2 separate regions of the Ovis aries genome follow, and region 2 is linked to region 1. Evidence: chromatin contacts called from public Hi-C data. All regions are on one chromosome and are shown on one strand. The core of a region is the stretch at or near the end of the contact, and the rest is flanking DNA. Distances in the headings are between cores, read along the strand shown. Region 1 holds the start of CHL1 (cell adhesion molecule L1 like). Region 2 has its middle 170 kb from the start of CHL1.

Region 1 (3,719 bases), core at 793-3,292:
CTTTCTAAGCTTCTTTCTCCATCCCAGTCGGTTAATTTATGTCTTCCAATCTGCTGGAAATCAAAGCTTTTAGAAGATAAACTGGACAGTAATACTAATGTCAATCGATGGTCTCCAAAATTAGACATCAGTATTTTGCCTTCAGTAAAAACGCAGAGAAAAGAGAAGACGCCTTATCTACTTAAATTAAGGATTAATTTATAATAACAGGAAACGGGGTCAGCAACCATAACTTTAGTGTTGATTACGCATCAGACGCTGAGCTAAACTGTTTACTGGAATTATCTTACTCCATTTGTTCAAAAACCCAAAAAAGAAGGTATTGATACTATCCCTATTATTTAAAAGGGGAAACTGAGGCAGGGGGTAAATGACTCGTCCGACACCACACATCTCAGAGCTATGAACCCACGTCAGTGCGGCGAGAGACTCTGCCTTGCACGAGCCCAGGTGGCTCACCAGTTGCCCACCTCCGCGCGCACGCGCAAACGTGCCCCCCACCTCGGGCGTTCCGTGAGCGCGCCATCGCGCACGCGCATGCCTGGCACCACTTGCCAGCTCTGGGGGCTCTTTGGGAGCTCCCCCACCCCGGCGGAGCTGAACCCCGGCGCCACTCGCGTATGGATGAACCTGTCTTCCTCCGCGCCTTGCCGCCCTCCGGTGTCACTACACACCTGCCTTCAGTAGCTCACCTCCTACCCCTTCGCCGCCCGCCCTTCGGCTGACAGCCTGACCACCCAACCCCGCGCTCGCCCCAGGATGCGACTCGGGGTGTGGGTACCTGAGCCCTCGCGGTGGCGGCTTCTTCAGCCCCCGGCTTTTCGCAGAAATTCCTCAGTCCTGCCCCCGGCTGAGAAAGTGAGGCTCGCAGTGAGCAAGCGGAGTGGGAATGAAGGGGCTGGCTGGTGTTCCCCAGCTTCCCGGCTCCAGTCCCAGCTCTCCAGATTAATCACTTTCTCCCTGCTCCCCCCAACCCCCACGCACATTCTCACTCAAAAAAAGAAGGGAGGGAGAGAGGCACAAAGAGGAAGAAGGGACCATCCGTGACTGGCATCTCGTAGCTCCCCCAGCTCCGCTACCAGGGAGCCATGGCAACCACGCCCCCGACCTGCCCCCTCATCCCCTCGGTGGTCTGGGGAGGTGGAGCCCCTAACCCTCCCGGTTTTCTCGTCCCCCACCCCCGCCTCACCGACCCAGGTGTCCAAAATCTCCCTTTTCAAGCTGACGGCGCGTATCAAACCTCACCGGCATGTGTAATCGTCCCTTGAGAGTGAGAGCATGACAGTGGGGCGGCTGTGTTGGAGAGAGAACTGAGCCCTCCGACCCAAGAGATGGTAGTGGGTAGGGAGGCGTCATGCCAGGACTGACCCTCAAACCCAGCTGGACTTCGCAGCCCCCACCCGGGTGAGGCTGGAATCTCCAGGAGGGTCTGGAATCCCCTCCAGAAGGTAGCAAGAGATGCAGGTAAGGGAGGCTGGAGAAAAGACAGAGTCAACCTACCTACCCGTGACCAAGAGGAGAAAGTGGGAGCTGGAGGATTCGAGGAGCCGCTTTACTCCTTCCCACCAACCAGAACCTCCTGAATCCAGCCTCGGCCACCAGGGGGCGGGGCTGGGAAAGGGGGTGTCTCTAACTGGCTGAAGGCTGAGGGAACCTCGGACCACCCTACTTTGTGCAATGACGGAGCCCTGACTACGCACCATCACCGACCCACCATGGGTTGAATCCCTCCCCGCTGGAGCAAACCCATTATCCTCCTTCGATCTCGCTCAGAGTTGGGGAGCTCCCCGGGGCTAACAAGACAGAAGCACATTAACCATAGCCCCCACCTCCCACCCCCAGCACACCTGAGTCGCCCCCAGTACCAGATCCGTTCTGTACCTTCCTTCGAGGAAACCGCTCCTTTAGGCTGGCTTGGAGCGGGAGAAGGGCGTGGAAGTCCAGCAGCTCCCAGCGGATGCACGGGAGTTTCTCGCCGGCAGCTCCCGGCGGATGCACGGGAGTTTCTCGCCGGCAGCTCCCAGCCGATCTGCACGCGGGTCTGCCCGCGGAGAGGCCGCCGCGCCCCTCCCACCGCCGGCAGTGGCCGCGAGGACGCGGACCTGTTCTGGCTTGCTCTCGGATCCACACCCTCCCGGCAGAGGGAGGCTCGCGCAGCTCCTCTCTGCGGTGGTTCTGCCCACCCACCCCACACCCACGCCGCTTATTCCCCCTCCCTTTCCTCGCTCCCTTGGGACAGCGAGAGTTTCAGGCTTAAGACTTTTATTTCACGGTGAAAAGCAAGGGACGAAGCCCAAACTTTGCTCGCCATTTTCTACGTCTATGGTTAAAAGAGGTAGGATCTGCCCCTTTTATCTGCAAAAGAGAAATTTTAAAGTCCGTCTGCCTTCTGATAGCTCCACTCAATACATATTCCAGACACAGGTCGCCAGTCTGGTTTTCTCCCAGAGCTGCATGTTGGAGGGGTGTGGTGCCATGGACCTTTTTTTTTTTTGCTATCATTACTCATTTAGAGGCGTGATGAGGCTTGCTATCTAATTTAGAAATGATGCTACTTCCGTAAACTGGCAAATTATTGGTATTGGAATGTATGCACCTTCTTCTGTTACCATTTTTTAATTGTCCTATTACTTATGATCAATAATTTTATCACATTGTTCCTTAACATTTTTTCCTACTTATTCTGTATTAATTCACTAATGAATTAATCAATTATAAAATAGAAAAAAGTCTTGGGTACTTATTTCCACTACAAAAGGCCACTTCTGTTGCCTTATTAATTCCCCCCAGAAATGCAATTTTTATTTGAAGTTTCCAAAATTAATCTGGGAAAGTTACAATCTTTGCAGTATAAAGTGATTTTTTATACCCCTTTCATTTTTTCCCTCACCATAATCGTATTTTCCAAAAATTTCACACAGTACCACTTTTTAAAAAAATTTGTTGAATTTAAGTTCTCTTTGATGGTTAGAGAATCATTGACTTCTAAGTTTTACTCTACTAAGGCAGTGAGATTGACCTTACAGTCTGGTTTTGTCCATTGAACAATGAGGGCATTTAGAGATGTGAGCCCCCCTCAGAGTTGGATGCCGCTATAGTGAGCAGCAAGGGGAAGGCAACTCAGGATTCTGCTTCAGAAGCAACTGAATAAAATATTTTGAAAATGAATAAATGGACTTCTAAATTTTAATAATTGCTAACCTTGGAGCTCCAATTCTGTCAGTTCATGTGTGGGCATGGCTCTTACTGACTGTGTGGCAAATTGCAAATGCAAGTGAGGGCAGGATATGTCCTGAGTTTAAACTGAACTGCTGGAGTAATTTCTTTGCCTGAGGCGTCATTATTCACATGGCATGTTTTCTAAAGTAGAAACAAAGATAAAATATTGAATAAAATTCCGACAGGGAAAGTACTGTATCTGTAAGAAAACATTTCAGAGGTCAAGAAGACACAAAGCTAAGTTGATCTCCTGAGTATCTCACCTTCTTGTAAGCATCTGCTGAGCAGAAGACTCAGAACTCCAACCTGGTCAGAGCAACAGAGTACTGAAACCTATTGCTCTTCTTTGCTTAATGGTATGTTTGCTTGACATTTGGATTCCTATTTAAAAAAAAAAAAATGTTTGTTCAGCACCTACTAATTAGCAGTCATTGTTCTAGGAGCCAGAGTACAGTGGAAAATTCAACAGGCAGGGCTAGTTGCTTGCTTTTAAATTAACT
Region 2 (3,719 bases), core at 719-3,218, 170 kb after region 1:
TTGGGTATATCTTTTCCTTTCTCCCTGGCCTTTCACTTCTCTTCTTTCCTCAGCTATTTGTAAAGCATCCTCAGACAACCACTTTGCCTTCTTGCATTTCTTTTTCTTTGGGATAGTTTTGATCACTGCCTGCTATACAATGTTATGATCCTCTCCATAGTTCTTCAGGCACTCTGTCCATCAGATTTAATCCTTTGAATCTATTCGTTACCTTCACTGTCTAATCATAAGGGATTTGATTTACGTCATACCTGAATGGCCTAGTGGTTTTCCTCTCTTTGTTCAATTTCAGCCTGACTTTTGTAATAAGGATCTCATGATGTAAGCGATCATCAGCTTCAGGTCTTGTTTTTACTGACTGTATAGAGTGTCTCCACCTTTGGCTGTAAAGAATATAATCAATCTGACTTCAGTGTTGGCCATCTGATGACGTCCATGTGTAGAGTCATCTCTTGTGTTGTTGGAAGACGGTGTTTACTATGATCAGTGCGTTCTCTTGAAAAAGAATACTGAGTGTTCTTTATCAGAGAGGCATAAATCATGTTCAGTTGTGTCTGACTCTGCAGCCCCATGGACCCCTGGACCCTGCCAGGCTCCTTTGTCCTAGGGATTCTCCCAGCAAGGCCAGGGGACACCTTGCTGTCTCACCACTCCCTCCTCCAAGGGATCTTCCTGACCCAGGGACTGAACCTGAATCTCCTGTGTCTCCTGCCATAAATGGAGCCTTAAAAAATTAGCTGAAAATGTTTCTATTCAAGAATCTGTTGAGGTTAATCAAATACTGTGTTAGTGAAATGACCAATTCAAAGGATAGCTTGCACCTTTCTTTTCTGAAGACTCACAGTTCCTCATATCACCTAAGAGCAGAAACTGTAAAATAAAATGCCAAAGTAAGACTATTAAGTAACAGAGCAAATACCTTCTCCTCACCCACTGATGAGCCACCTGTGTTCTTACTCTAAAGCTCTCTTAGTTTCAACTGCAAATTTCACACAGCAGAAATGAAGATTAAGGGGAGTGTTACTGGGACTTAAAATGGTTCTCACACAACAGAGAAAAAAGGAGTTCCATGGTGGAAAGAGAGCAAAGGCTAAATCTGTACTAGTTCCAGCCACTAGATTTCAAAGCATTTCCTGTGAACCCACAGATGGGTGCAGACCGCACACCACCCTCTCATGCTCGGATAAAGGTGTCGAGTTATGAACAGTCCGATGATGACAATGTCTAGCTTCTTACCCTTTTGTGCACACATACACACAAATGTAATTTGAGTTTCCCTGCCTACCCACCAAAATGCCACAAATATACACAGACATGCAAATCAAGAACATGTTCATGTACACAAGTACACATACCAGCACATACCTGTGCACACACATCACATGTGAACTGACCACAATGCACACTTACCCTCACACGTATGAATGTAAACACTTTGATACCTAGCACACAATGCATGTCCATGCACACACATACTTCATATAGACACACTCAAGCACACTCACACATACAACACACACACAAACGTGCAGCTAACATGAACACCAGCATGTACACAGAGGTGCACGGTCATGCCTTAGGCAAGAACCCATGTACACAGTAAGATGCACACATGGACCTAGACCCACACATAGATAGACACACATGTGCACAAACAGTAAGGAAGAAAACTCAGAAGATTCTAGAGAAATTAAATATATCCCCATTAAAAAGCTTGTCAATTTTTGTTATAAACAAGAGAAATGGGGGAAAAGGGGAAGTCAATACAAAGAGGATAGAATAACCAGGTTTTCTAGCCTCTGAGGCTTCCCTTTGCGGAATGGAGGTTGCCATTTTAATTAAAAAGGACACAGTATCAAAGCCATAGCAAGTGATGGTAGGTGTGTCTAACTCCAAAACGCTGGGTGGCACTGCTTAATCCTCTAGATACACAATTCAGTTCCCAGCAGAGTTGAGCAATTTGATCAGGGTCAGTAGGAACAGTAAACAGCAGAGGCTTGACTTACCTTTGAGCATGAACCGCGAGTCTACTCCCTTTAAGCTCACTTCAATATTTCATTTCATGAACAGGAAGGGGAAATGGACTTAACATAGAGATTTCTCCATTTAAAATTCTTTAAAATTTCTCATCATAGATTAGAAGTTTGACAGTGATGAGGTGCTTATAATTTATGTATGAATCTGTTGCTTTTTAAGTGTGCCCAGACACACATACGGAAAATGGAGAAGCGTGTTTTTATGTGGTGGTCTCTGCATGAACGATGTCCAGTTAGCACCCGGTACACTCTGAGGATTCCAACAGTGCTATTTTAAACACGAGTAAGAAAATATAAGTGAGGAAAAAAACCCAGTTTTCAATGCTCCATTTTACAACACATTCTACAAATAATTTTTGTGTGTAAAGAAAAAAGCCATTCTGTTGTCTTCTGTAGCTAAAGCACGATTCCTTACCGCCCTCTTGTGGTAATTTTAGAGAATGACGTTCGACAAAATCCCCCCACCTTCTCTTCACCTCCCACCACCATTGCTAATGATGACCCTCTACAGGCTTTTAGGGAGAACCACAGCAAACTGCTTGTATTTGACAATTTTTGTCCTATAAACGTGGTGATGTCATGTGTTGTGGTTCTAACCAGTCCTCTACTGATTGCCAGCATGTTTTCTGAATCCCCAGGATAATTCACATACCATATATTTGGGTTTGTTTTAAATTAGTGGAGAGCCTAAGCTACTCCATCTTGTAAAAGAACTGCATTTTGTAAAGTTCCAGGCAAACAGACTTAGACTTTGGATATTACCCAACCTTGCCCCACTGCTCACGAGCCAATCGGCCCTTAGGTTAAACCTCCTGACTTAACGTTCAGGAACTTGTGATTCACCTTGAAAGTAAAAACCAATCAGGAATCCACACACAACCCTATAGAAGAAGGTAACCAATCAGTTGTCCTTAAGCCTGAACACCCCCTTTTCACCCTTTTACCTGAATATTCCCTATATAAGCAGTGTAACCCAAAACTCGGGGCTCCTCTCCTTAGCCACTGCGTCGGTAACGGTGGGAGCCCCAGCTCGAGCTTGGTAATAAAAAGTCTCTTGCTTTTGCATCGGATACCGGCTCCCTGGTGGTCATTGGGAGATTTTGCGACCTGGGCGTAACATTAGAATTCCCTGTCTAACTGTAACAGTGAGCAGAACCACATTTTTATCAGTATCTACCAGAAGGACCTTCTGATCTGCTTAGAGCTGCTTCTCGCCCTCCGTTGTATTCTTGACCTCTGCTTTGTCCCTTTCATAAAGGTCCCTTCCTGCCTCAGCCAATATAGATCCAGTTCTTTGTCGCCCAGCTCAAGGTACCTTTCTTGGATATAACCAGCTTCCAGGAATCTGTGTCTGCTATGTTGATGGCCAAAATTAAAACCTAATAAATTACTTGCTCTATACTGCCTAAATCTTGAATATGCCCCACTCATAAAACCACTGATATCTAGCTCACAAATATGTTCTGAAGAAAGAATATCTCTCTGCTACTGATCTATGTGTCAAATGATCTAATTTTATCTATCTATCTTTCCATCTATCTATTTACAGTAGGTACAATGATGTTCCCCCAGAGATGTCCATGGCCTAATTCCCAGATATAGGAGTATGGTACCTTACATGGCAAAGGAAAATTAAGTGTGGTAATCAGCTAACCTCAAACTTGAAAGACTAACCATGATTAT

Evidence for each region. Hi-C and Micro-C count contacts between places; a contact is called where the count stands out from the background.
Region 2: a Hi-C map of liver shows a contact between it and region 1, with 4 times the contacts expected there. The contact joins the enhancer-like site here to the promoter of CHL1 in region 1. A contact is called at or near these places in 5 of 16 Hi-C or Micro-C datasets (hypothalamus, liver, skin fibroblasts and 1 more).

The regions. Positions count from the first base shown.
Region 1 is chr19:26,240,304-26,244,022 of ARS-UI_Ramb_v3.0, forward strand. CHL1 (cell adhesion molecule L1 like) reads right to left here and starts at 2,043. Exons shown (of 26, transcript XM_060402885.1): 1 at 1,882-2,043.
Region 2 is chr19:26,411,858-26,415,576 of ARS-UI_Ramb_v3.0, forward strand. No RefSeq gene overlaps it. Among named protein-coding and RNA genes, the nearest start is that of CHL1, 170 kb to the left of the region's middle. Within about 2 kb of position 1,969, at least 2 of the 54 cell types and tissues checked have an H3K27ac peak or open chromatin away from gene starts, as enhancers often do. A contact at or near this core is called in liver, where this site is marked.